Linked DNA regions of Muntiacus reevesi: regions 1 and 3 are each linked to region 2. Evidence: chromatin contacts called from public Hi-C data. All regions are on one chromosome and are shown on one strand. Each heading gives the region's core, a stretch centred on a gene start, on an enhancer-like site or on the middle of the called end of the contact. The rest is flanking DNA. Distances are from core to core; before and after follow the strand shown. Region 1 holds the start of STK17A (serine/threonine kinase 17a). Region 2 holds the start of MRPL32 (mitochondrial ribosomal protein L32). Region 3 holds the start of COA1 (cytochrome c oxidase assembly factor 1).

What was found. Hi-C and Micro-C count contacts between places; a contact is called where the count stands out from the background.
Region 1: a Hi-C map of blood shows a contact between it and region 2, with 4 times the contacts expected there. The contact joins the promoter of STK17A here to the promoter of MRPL32 in region 2. A contact is called at or near these places in 2 of 3 Hi-C or Micro-C datasets (blood and muscle).
Region 3: a Hi-C map of muscle shows a contact between it and region 2, with 6 times the contacts expected there. The contact joins the promoter of COA1 here to the promoter of MRPL32 in region 2. A contact is called at or near these places in 2 of 3 Hi-C or Micro-C datasets (blood and muscle).

What each region holds. Positions count from the first base shown.
Region 1 is chr6:73,541,933-73,544,632 of mMunRee1.1, forward strand. It overlaps STK17A (serine/threonine kinase 17a), which reads right to left and starts at 1,310. Exons shown (of 7, transcript XM_065939092.1): 1 at 968-1,310. The coding sequence starts at 1,173.
Region 2 is chr6:74,112,960-74,115,659 of mMunRee1.1, forward strand. It overlaps MRPL32 (mitochondrial ribosomal protein L32), which reads right to left and starts at 1,319. Exons shown (of 3, transcript XM_065939717.1): 1 at 1,171-1,319. The coding sequence starts at 1,300. It overlaps PSMA2 (proteasome 20S subunit alpha 2), which reads left to right and starts at 1,501. Exons shown (of 8, transcript XM_065939311.1): 1 at 1,501-1,580. The coding sequence starts at 1,540.
Region 3 is chr6:73,404,022-73,406,721 of mMunRee1.1, forward strand. COA1 (cytochrome c oxidase assembly factor 1) reads left to right here and starts at 1,253. Exons shown (of 6, transcript XM_065938800.1): 1 at 1,253-1,329.

The DNA.
Region 1 (2,700 bases), core at 60-2,559, 570 kb before region 2:
GTTCCCTGTGGGTCAGCAGTTAAAAAAAAAGAAGAAAGAAAGAAAGAAAAAAAATCCGCTTGCACGGAGATGCGGGTTCAATCCCTGGTCGGGAAGATCCCCTGCAGAAGGAAATGGCAATACCCACTCCAGTTTTCTCGCCTGGGAAACCTCCCGGACTGAGGAGCCTGGTGGGCTACAGTCCATGGGGTCGCAACAGTGAGACATGACTTACGACTAAACAACAAACCTATCACTCTGTGACCCCTCTTCAACGTACAAGACGTAAAGTATCCAAACAGCCTTCACCTTCTGCGATTTTAAAAACAGACCAAATTCTAAGCTCTCCCTACCCCTACAAAACAACAACGGGATGAGGAAGAAAAGGCAAGGGCCGTATCACGGCGTAGAAAGAGTCAGACAAGGGCCCAGAGTCCACAAGTGAAACCGATCTGAACTTAAAAGGCACACGGACCTAAATATTTCAGAACGCAAACAGCACAAACCCAAGAACCCGCAACTGAAGTCAGCAGAACGCGGCTGACGGAAACTGGCCCAGCGCTGGTGCGAAGGAAGCTGTCAGGCTCGGGGTTCTGCGCTCCTCTATCACAGCCACAGAGCGAGAGGCAGGAACCCACAAGTTCGTAGGCAAAACCAAAGCTGACTCCACACCTGTGCTGACTTCAGACTCGCTGCCGCGGGGAAACGTTCGCAGCGTGGTTCCCACGCCGCCTCGTTAAGTTACCGCACAAGGGACCACAGAGGCTGAAACGCCCGCAGCAAAGGCAGGAAGGGGTCAAGGTGCTGGGGGGAGCCTTTCTCATGGCCGCTACCACGGCTCTGGGGGACGCCGCGCGTGGACTGGAGGCTGGGGGGCCCGCCGCCCTAATCGCCGCCCGCACCCACGTCTGTACCCGGTCCCGGCGCGCTATCTGCGCCCGCGCCGGCCGGCCTCCCGCACTTATCTGCGCGCGCCCGCCGGCCTCACCTGCCCAACTCCCGGCCGGGGGTCAGGGTGTAGGCGTCCTGAAAGGGCTCAGTCCGCACGGCGGTGCGGATCTCCGTCAGCAGTCCGCGGGCCTGGGTCGGGGGCGGCGGCCGGCGCGGCGTGCTCAGACCCCGGCCAGCCCGACCCGAGGCGGAGGCGGCGGCCGGGGAAGAGCCGCCGCTGCCCGGCTTCTCGAGAGGAATCATGGCGCTCGGGCGTGCTTTCCTTGCCTGCCGCCCGGCTCGCTCGGAGCTCCCGGCGGGTAACGGCCCCGCCTCCAGCTGCCTTCGAGCCGGCGCGAGGATGCCAACCGCTCTGCCCGGAGCTGCGCACTGACTGCGGCCGGCTGCCTCCAGGCCGCCCGGCCCCGCCCCACGTCCGGCCCCGCCTCTCCCCTGCCCCCCGCTGAGCTCCCCGCTCCCGAGCGCCGCGTGCCTCACGCGCGCCCTCTGCAGCTGAGGGGGAGAAGGTGCAGCCTGGCGGGCGGCCGCGCGGCTGGCCCAGGCAATCTGCAGGCGACCGACAGCACCACCCTTCTGGCTGGAGGACCCGCTGCGTCAGCCAGTTACGCACCTGCTGAGCATCTGAGTGTTGCAAATCTGAGCCCTGCATTAATGAAAATGCGTAGGAGCTACCAGCCAGAGCTTCACGATCCCTTCCCTTGGGCGGGTCAGGAGAGGTGATGCTACTCAGATCAGGGCTGCTCTACAGCACGTGGAAGTTGCCTGGGGCATCTGGTACCTTCCCACACTGAGAGGAGGACGTGAAGGCAAGAGATGAATAAATATTTTTAAGCCCGCATACCAGTCCTACAGTCTTCTCTGTATTTAACTTTCAAGGTGCTCTCATCCGGTCTTGTGGTTTTAATTACATCCGTGTGCTCATGATTACAAATTTTTTATCTCCACCTTCCAATCATTCTCTGAACTTCAAACTCATATATTGAAATATACACTTGGCATCACCAGTTGGATGCCAAATTAGCATCTCAGACTTAACGAGCAGAAGTCATCTCCTGATCATCCTTCATAAATGCACTCCGACCAAGTTTCCCCACCTCAGTAAATGGCATTTCCATCCTTCCAGTGGTTCAAGCCAAAAACCTTGGGGTCAACATTGACTCCTCTTTTTCTCTCACACCCCTCATCCATTTTGTAAGCAAATCTTCTTGGCTTTACCTTCAAAACATCCAGAATCTGACCACTCCTCTCCCACGTGACCACAACTACCATTCTCTCTTGTCTGAATTATTGTGATAGCTCCCTAACTAGGCTGTCTGCTACCATCCCTCTTCCTCCTCAATTCCACATCATTTATTTTTGAGGCAACCAGAGTGATCTTTTAAAAAATCTAAGTTAGATCATGTCATTACTCAGAGTTTTGCTTCTGGCAATGATGAGTTAGTCTATGTGTGAGCAATTCTCTCACTGAGAAAGTTGGGAAAAAATTTTAAATCAGATAGTCCTCTACTTGAAACATCAGAGAGTTTCAAAAGCAGCAAGAACTTGAACCACTGAGATCCTGACAAGAAAGGCAGCCCAGAATGGCACCCCTTTCCCATGAAGCATTTGATAATTCCAAAGCAATGACTGAAAGGGTGAGAAAATAAGCAGGGCGTTAGGCATCTCATCGGGCTGGAGAGACAAAAAATTGGAGTTTAGGGATCTGCTAAGAAGAAGGAGCTGGTAGACACTCTAGACTTTCAGTTGGCACCCCAAAGTGCTACATCTTAG
Region 2 (2,700 bases), core at 69-2,568:
TTTTGTTCTTCTAAACTGTTTATAAAAATTAGTGGGAGGTGGGAGGGAAGTTCAAGAGGGAGGGGACATATGTATACCTACTGTCGATTCACGTTGATGCATGGCAGAAACCAACACAGTATTGTAAAGTAATTACCCTTCAATTAAAAATAAAACAAAAAAAAGAAAAAGATTTCTTTACCATCTCCTTGCTATATTCCTCAGGCCTGCAATATTTCTTTTGGTTTTAGGAACTCTTAAAAATATACAAAGCTGTTTAACACTGGTACTCCTTTTCAATATACCTGAAAGTATTGCTAAGCACAGACCTGTGGTTAATAGCACAGGCTCTGGAAGGTCGGTGTGACCTTGAGGCCTTTCTGAGTCTAGTTCTTCAGTTGAAAAGTGGAGACACCTAATGGGATTGTAGTGGAGATTATCTTACTAAATATATGTTGACTTTGACATTCAGTGGGACTTTCCTGTTGGCTAAGACGGTAAAAGCGTCTGCCTACAAGGCGGGAGACCAGGGTTCGATCCCTGGGTCGGGAAGACCCCCTGGAGAAGGAAATGGCAACCCACTCCAGTATTCTTGCCTGGAAAATACCATGGACGGAGGAGCCTGGCGTGCTACAGTCCATGGGGTCGCAAAGAGTCGGACACGACTGAGCGACTTCACTTCACTTCACTTGAGATTTAGCGGGCTCTTCTGAGTATTATCATTATTATGTTCGGGATAACTTCGAAATCGAGTAGAATGTAAACGTCAAAGGAATGACAATTTTAACAGCCAAGACATTTCCATTTAAAATTAGTTTTCAGGGGAAATAGAGGATCAACAGTCAATTGACAAAGCTCAAATGCCACAGACGGCAAACTGCTTTAGGTGGTGGACTGGACTGGAAAGAAAAGAGGATCTAGAGAGCTCTTGTCCCTTGATGCTAAGTTAATGCACTTCGGTTACATTCCCTGTAGGAATGGGACAGTCAGAGGATGTTTGTTTTCCTTTTTGCAGGGGACTGGGGGCAAAAACTGCTGTCTTTGTTCCTAAGTAAGTGAATGCCCGGAACATCGTCTCCTCCACGCAGCCAAAGATCAGAACACCGGAGCAGGCTAGATACGAGCAAAATTCACCACATTGCCTGGGGTCCCCAGTCCAAACCCTTCTCCACGGAGGCCTTCTTTACGTACCCCATGGCGGACTGGGAAAACCTGGTCGGCTCTGCAGAAGTTTCCGCTGCAGCTGCTTCCAACAGTTCCGGAGAAGTCCTCGGACTGCGGGCAACGGCGGAACCAGCAGCACCAGCATGGTGGGCGCCATGTTGCTCGGCCGAAAGCCACACCCACCAGGCCTCTGGGTCCCGCCCCTACCTTGAGCATGCGCACAGACACAGAGTCGGGCAAACGCGCACTTGGAACTATAACTCCCAGCATGCTTCTGGAGCGGCTCTGCCTTTCCTCCAATCAGAAACCTAGAAAGGAAGGCGCGGGGCGGGGAAAAGAAACTAAACTGGCCTCAGTGCGCATGTGCGCGGATGTGCGTTGGGTCTTCGGGTAAAGATGGCGGAGCGTGGTTACAGCTTTTCGCTGACTACATTCAGGTATGGAAGGGACTTCTGAGGTCCTCCACGTAACTGAGGTTGCAGGAGCTCTGCCGACCAGGTTTTTACCTTCCTGGTCTCTGACTTGGCGCTTTCTGAGGGCCTAGTAGGAAATGGGGGTGGAAATGCGAGTTTGCCAAGTCATTTGCGGGGCCTTCCCGCGGCCCGGGGAGCATTGGTGCCTGGGGGCCGTGGGAACGCTAGTCAGGGTGTCCTGGGAGATCTGTCTAGACGCTGTGGGAAGTTGAGGCCCTCACCCAGGGATTTTCTTTCGCTTTGGAAGTAGAGAAAAAGGCAATTTTGAATGAGCTGCGTCCAGGTTTCCTGTTCAGAACTCAGAAGATTTCCTTCCTGACCCAAGTAGGCCTGATTCAGGAGCTTCTGCAGTTTGGAATTTTGGTCAGCTCTATGGGGTTCCTTTTTCTTGGAAAGCCCCAACTTTACAGTTCAGTTCTAGTCTTAGCTTCCATTTGGCGCTAATGTCTTTGGAAACCTTTTCCCGCTTTCGATTTTTTCGGTGCCCCTACTGGAAGCTTAAGAACTGAAAGTGAAAGTGGTAATGTTTCTAGCCCGGTGTCTTTGTGGGCTCCAAAATAGGCTGTATTTGCTTTGGGGCTGTAATTTTTGGAAGCGGATATGTTTATTTAAAGAAAGATTGTAGGCTTTTAAACTTTAGAGCATTTATGTAAGCATATTTTTCAAAATAAATCAGAGATGCACTGCTTTACTGACCGGAGAAGGATTCAGTTTGGCCATTTTCCCTACGATCAGTAAGGGCCTATTTAATTAAAAATATTATCTGACAGCTAAAGACAGGCGGCATCTAACTTGTTGAGTACTTTATGTGTGGGTGGAGCTTACTCCTTCTCTTTGGGCTACCCTGTGTGATGAATGTTTTCTAAACATCTTACAAATGAGCTGACCACAACTCAAATTCAATAACTCCTCCCTGGTCATAGGTTAACTTTTAAACTGGGTTCTTTCTGACGACAAAATTAATACATTTTGCATTACTGTGTAATGTCTTCTTAAAATACTAGAATATTTATCTTTTAAAAAAGATCTCCTCATATACAGTGATAGGAAACAGGGTTTGACAGGTCGCTACTGTTCCTATTCG
Region 3 (2,700 bases), core at 3-2,502, 710 kb before region 2:
TTTTTTTTGAGCAGGTACGATTTTTTTATAACGGATACAAGTTTTATATGAAAAATTATAGTAGATCCATGCACTTTCCCATTAAAAAACATATAGAGGAAGCATAGACTTTGGATTAAAGATAACATTTTGGTAAAGATTATAAAGAACTTTTCCAGGTTAAAACTGAAAGTTTTACTGTAAAATTTCTTGTAAACAAACTAGTTAGGACTCAATTTCATGATGACAGTATGTAAGATAAGTAAGAAAAGACATTCATTCCAACCTACCTAATGCAAATTTTATTAGTCTTTGAGGTAAATATTGTCTAGTTTACACTTAACTTTTATGATAAGATCTAATGACCTACTCAGTTGTTTTCTCAAAGTAGCTGTGTCAAAATGTCCCCATTTTCTTTTTTTCCTTCCTTCTTTTTAATATTAATTTTCTTTTCTACTTGTATCATTCCTAGGTTTCTTTTCCGTATGGTCTGCTCTGTTTCTCTCTGGCCTCTATCAGTTTCTTTTGATTAAAGAATCCAAGGGCCTGGGTGGTAGGTAACTCTCGAACTTCTAACTTGTCATTAAAGCAAAGGGTGACGTTATAGCGATGATGACAATGGAATAATCAAGATGAAAACAATAACTAGCGCTTATTGAACACTTAAGTACTGCCAGACGAATCTGATCGCTTTACATCCTCATGACAAATCTATTAAGCAACCACTACTACTAATGCATTTTGCTACTAAACGCCATAAGAACCGAGACTGTTACATTTTTCTTAACAATCCATTCCATGGAGCACAGTAAGAATTTAATAAATATTTAATGAATAAAAAGAGTTAGCGTTGTTAAGTTTCTCAGTCGAACTGGCAAGATGGACTTCAGTGCCAGAGCGGGGCTCAGATGGCCCGTGGTTTCGCATCCTTGGAGGTGAATCGAAGCGCCAGATCCCTGCGAGGAGCAACAGGAACCAGTGGTTTTAAATTTCCTAGGCAACCGCTGATGGACTGACAGTATGTTGGGGGCTAGTGGGGGGCACAAGACAAAAAGCCGAGATTTGGGAAGACAAATGCCTTTCTCGCGCTCGACAAGCTTCTGAGAAGCCAGGCAGCAGAACCAATTTCAGCCTCAGAAGCCGCCGCTCTGGCGCCGGGATTTTGCAATCATTCAACTGCTCTAGTGCGTCCTGACTGCTCTAGCCCCGAGAGGAGGTGACGTCGGAAGTCTCGACTGCTCTTCGCGGGGCGTGTCCACCCGCCGGCGTTTGCCCCACCCACTCCCACACGCTCCACTTCCGGAAGGGGCCGTCACGCTCTCTGTGGCGTGGTGTTTCTACGCCTGACAGGTTAGCGTCCACGCGGGAGAAAAGAGTCGGGTCAGTCCTACTCCAAAAGCATTTGTTCTCGCCGTTCTGGAGACGGCTTTTGCGCGAGGGGCGGACTGTTGCTAGGGCAGCACGTCAGGGGCCACCTCCTTGTTGCTGGGTCGTGACCTCCTGGAGCTGCGTGACTGGGGGGACCCGTGGTGGGCTAATCGTGACCTTGTCCCGTGGTCCTTGGTGAGCGTTTCCAGGAGCACATTTGTGAAGAGGTGGAACTGTGCACTCTGTCGGTGGTCCCAGGTTACAACAGTCTGAGAGAGGCCCTGCCTAGATGATTGTATAAAAGAATACTCTGGCTCGGTGGTCATGATCGTTCATCTCCATCACAGCTGAGCTGGTGCTGACCATGGAAATGATTTTCAGCGTTTAAGTGATTTTTCGGGTGTTTGTATAAGCGTGCGTATGCATGTTTGTCAGTCTGTGCGTGTGTGGAAAGGGCTGTAATTTAAAAATCCACAAGTAGTATATTTTGCTACTTTCCTGGTCTCTTCCCCTCATTCCTCTTTATTCTCACCTGAGGGGCATTGCTGTCCTTCACCTTTGGATATAAGCAGCAACTCTCTACTTGAACTTACACATTTAAAACACAGATCTGACTGTTAATCCTCTACTTAAAACCTTACTGACTTTCCCATTGATTCAGGATAGTACAAATTCCTTTGGCTGGATTGAAGACACTTCAGAGTCTTGTTTCTGCTGAATTTTTCAGTCTCATCTCCTTTCATGGGAAACACACGTACACATACATGCTGTATGCCCCTGTCATGCCATCCTGCAGTAATTTCATCTCTTTGACTGTGATAATGTTTCATAATGGTTTACCCACGTTTGGAAATTTACTTTTCCATTCAGTCAGAATTTTGTGAATTCGTGGTATTGCCAGACACTGTTTTAGGAGCTGGGGGAAAATGGAGTTAAAACTGGGGAGAAAAAGTCCAACCTGCAGTCCTTTTGAAAAATAGCAGCTTGATTGAGATATAGTTCACACACCATGGAATTTTAAAATACACACTGCTTTTTAGTACATTCACAAAGTTGTACAACCGACAACCATGATTTTAAAACATTTTCATCACCTCTGAAAGAATCCCTGTACCCACTAGCAATCTCCCTTGAGTTCCTCTTTACCCTACCCCACTTTTATCTCTAAGGAACTACTATATCTGCTGAATATATAAATATATTTGTCTATTCTGGACAATTCTAGAATAGGCTGATAAATAAAATTATAAACCATGTGGTCTTCTTTCGCTTAACATGTTGAAGTGTATCAGCATGTCATTTCTTTTTATTGCTAAATATTATTTCACTGTGTGGATATACCACCAGTTATTT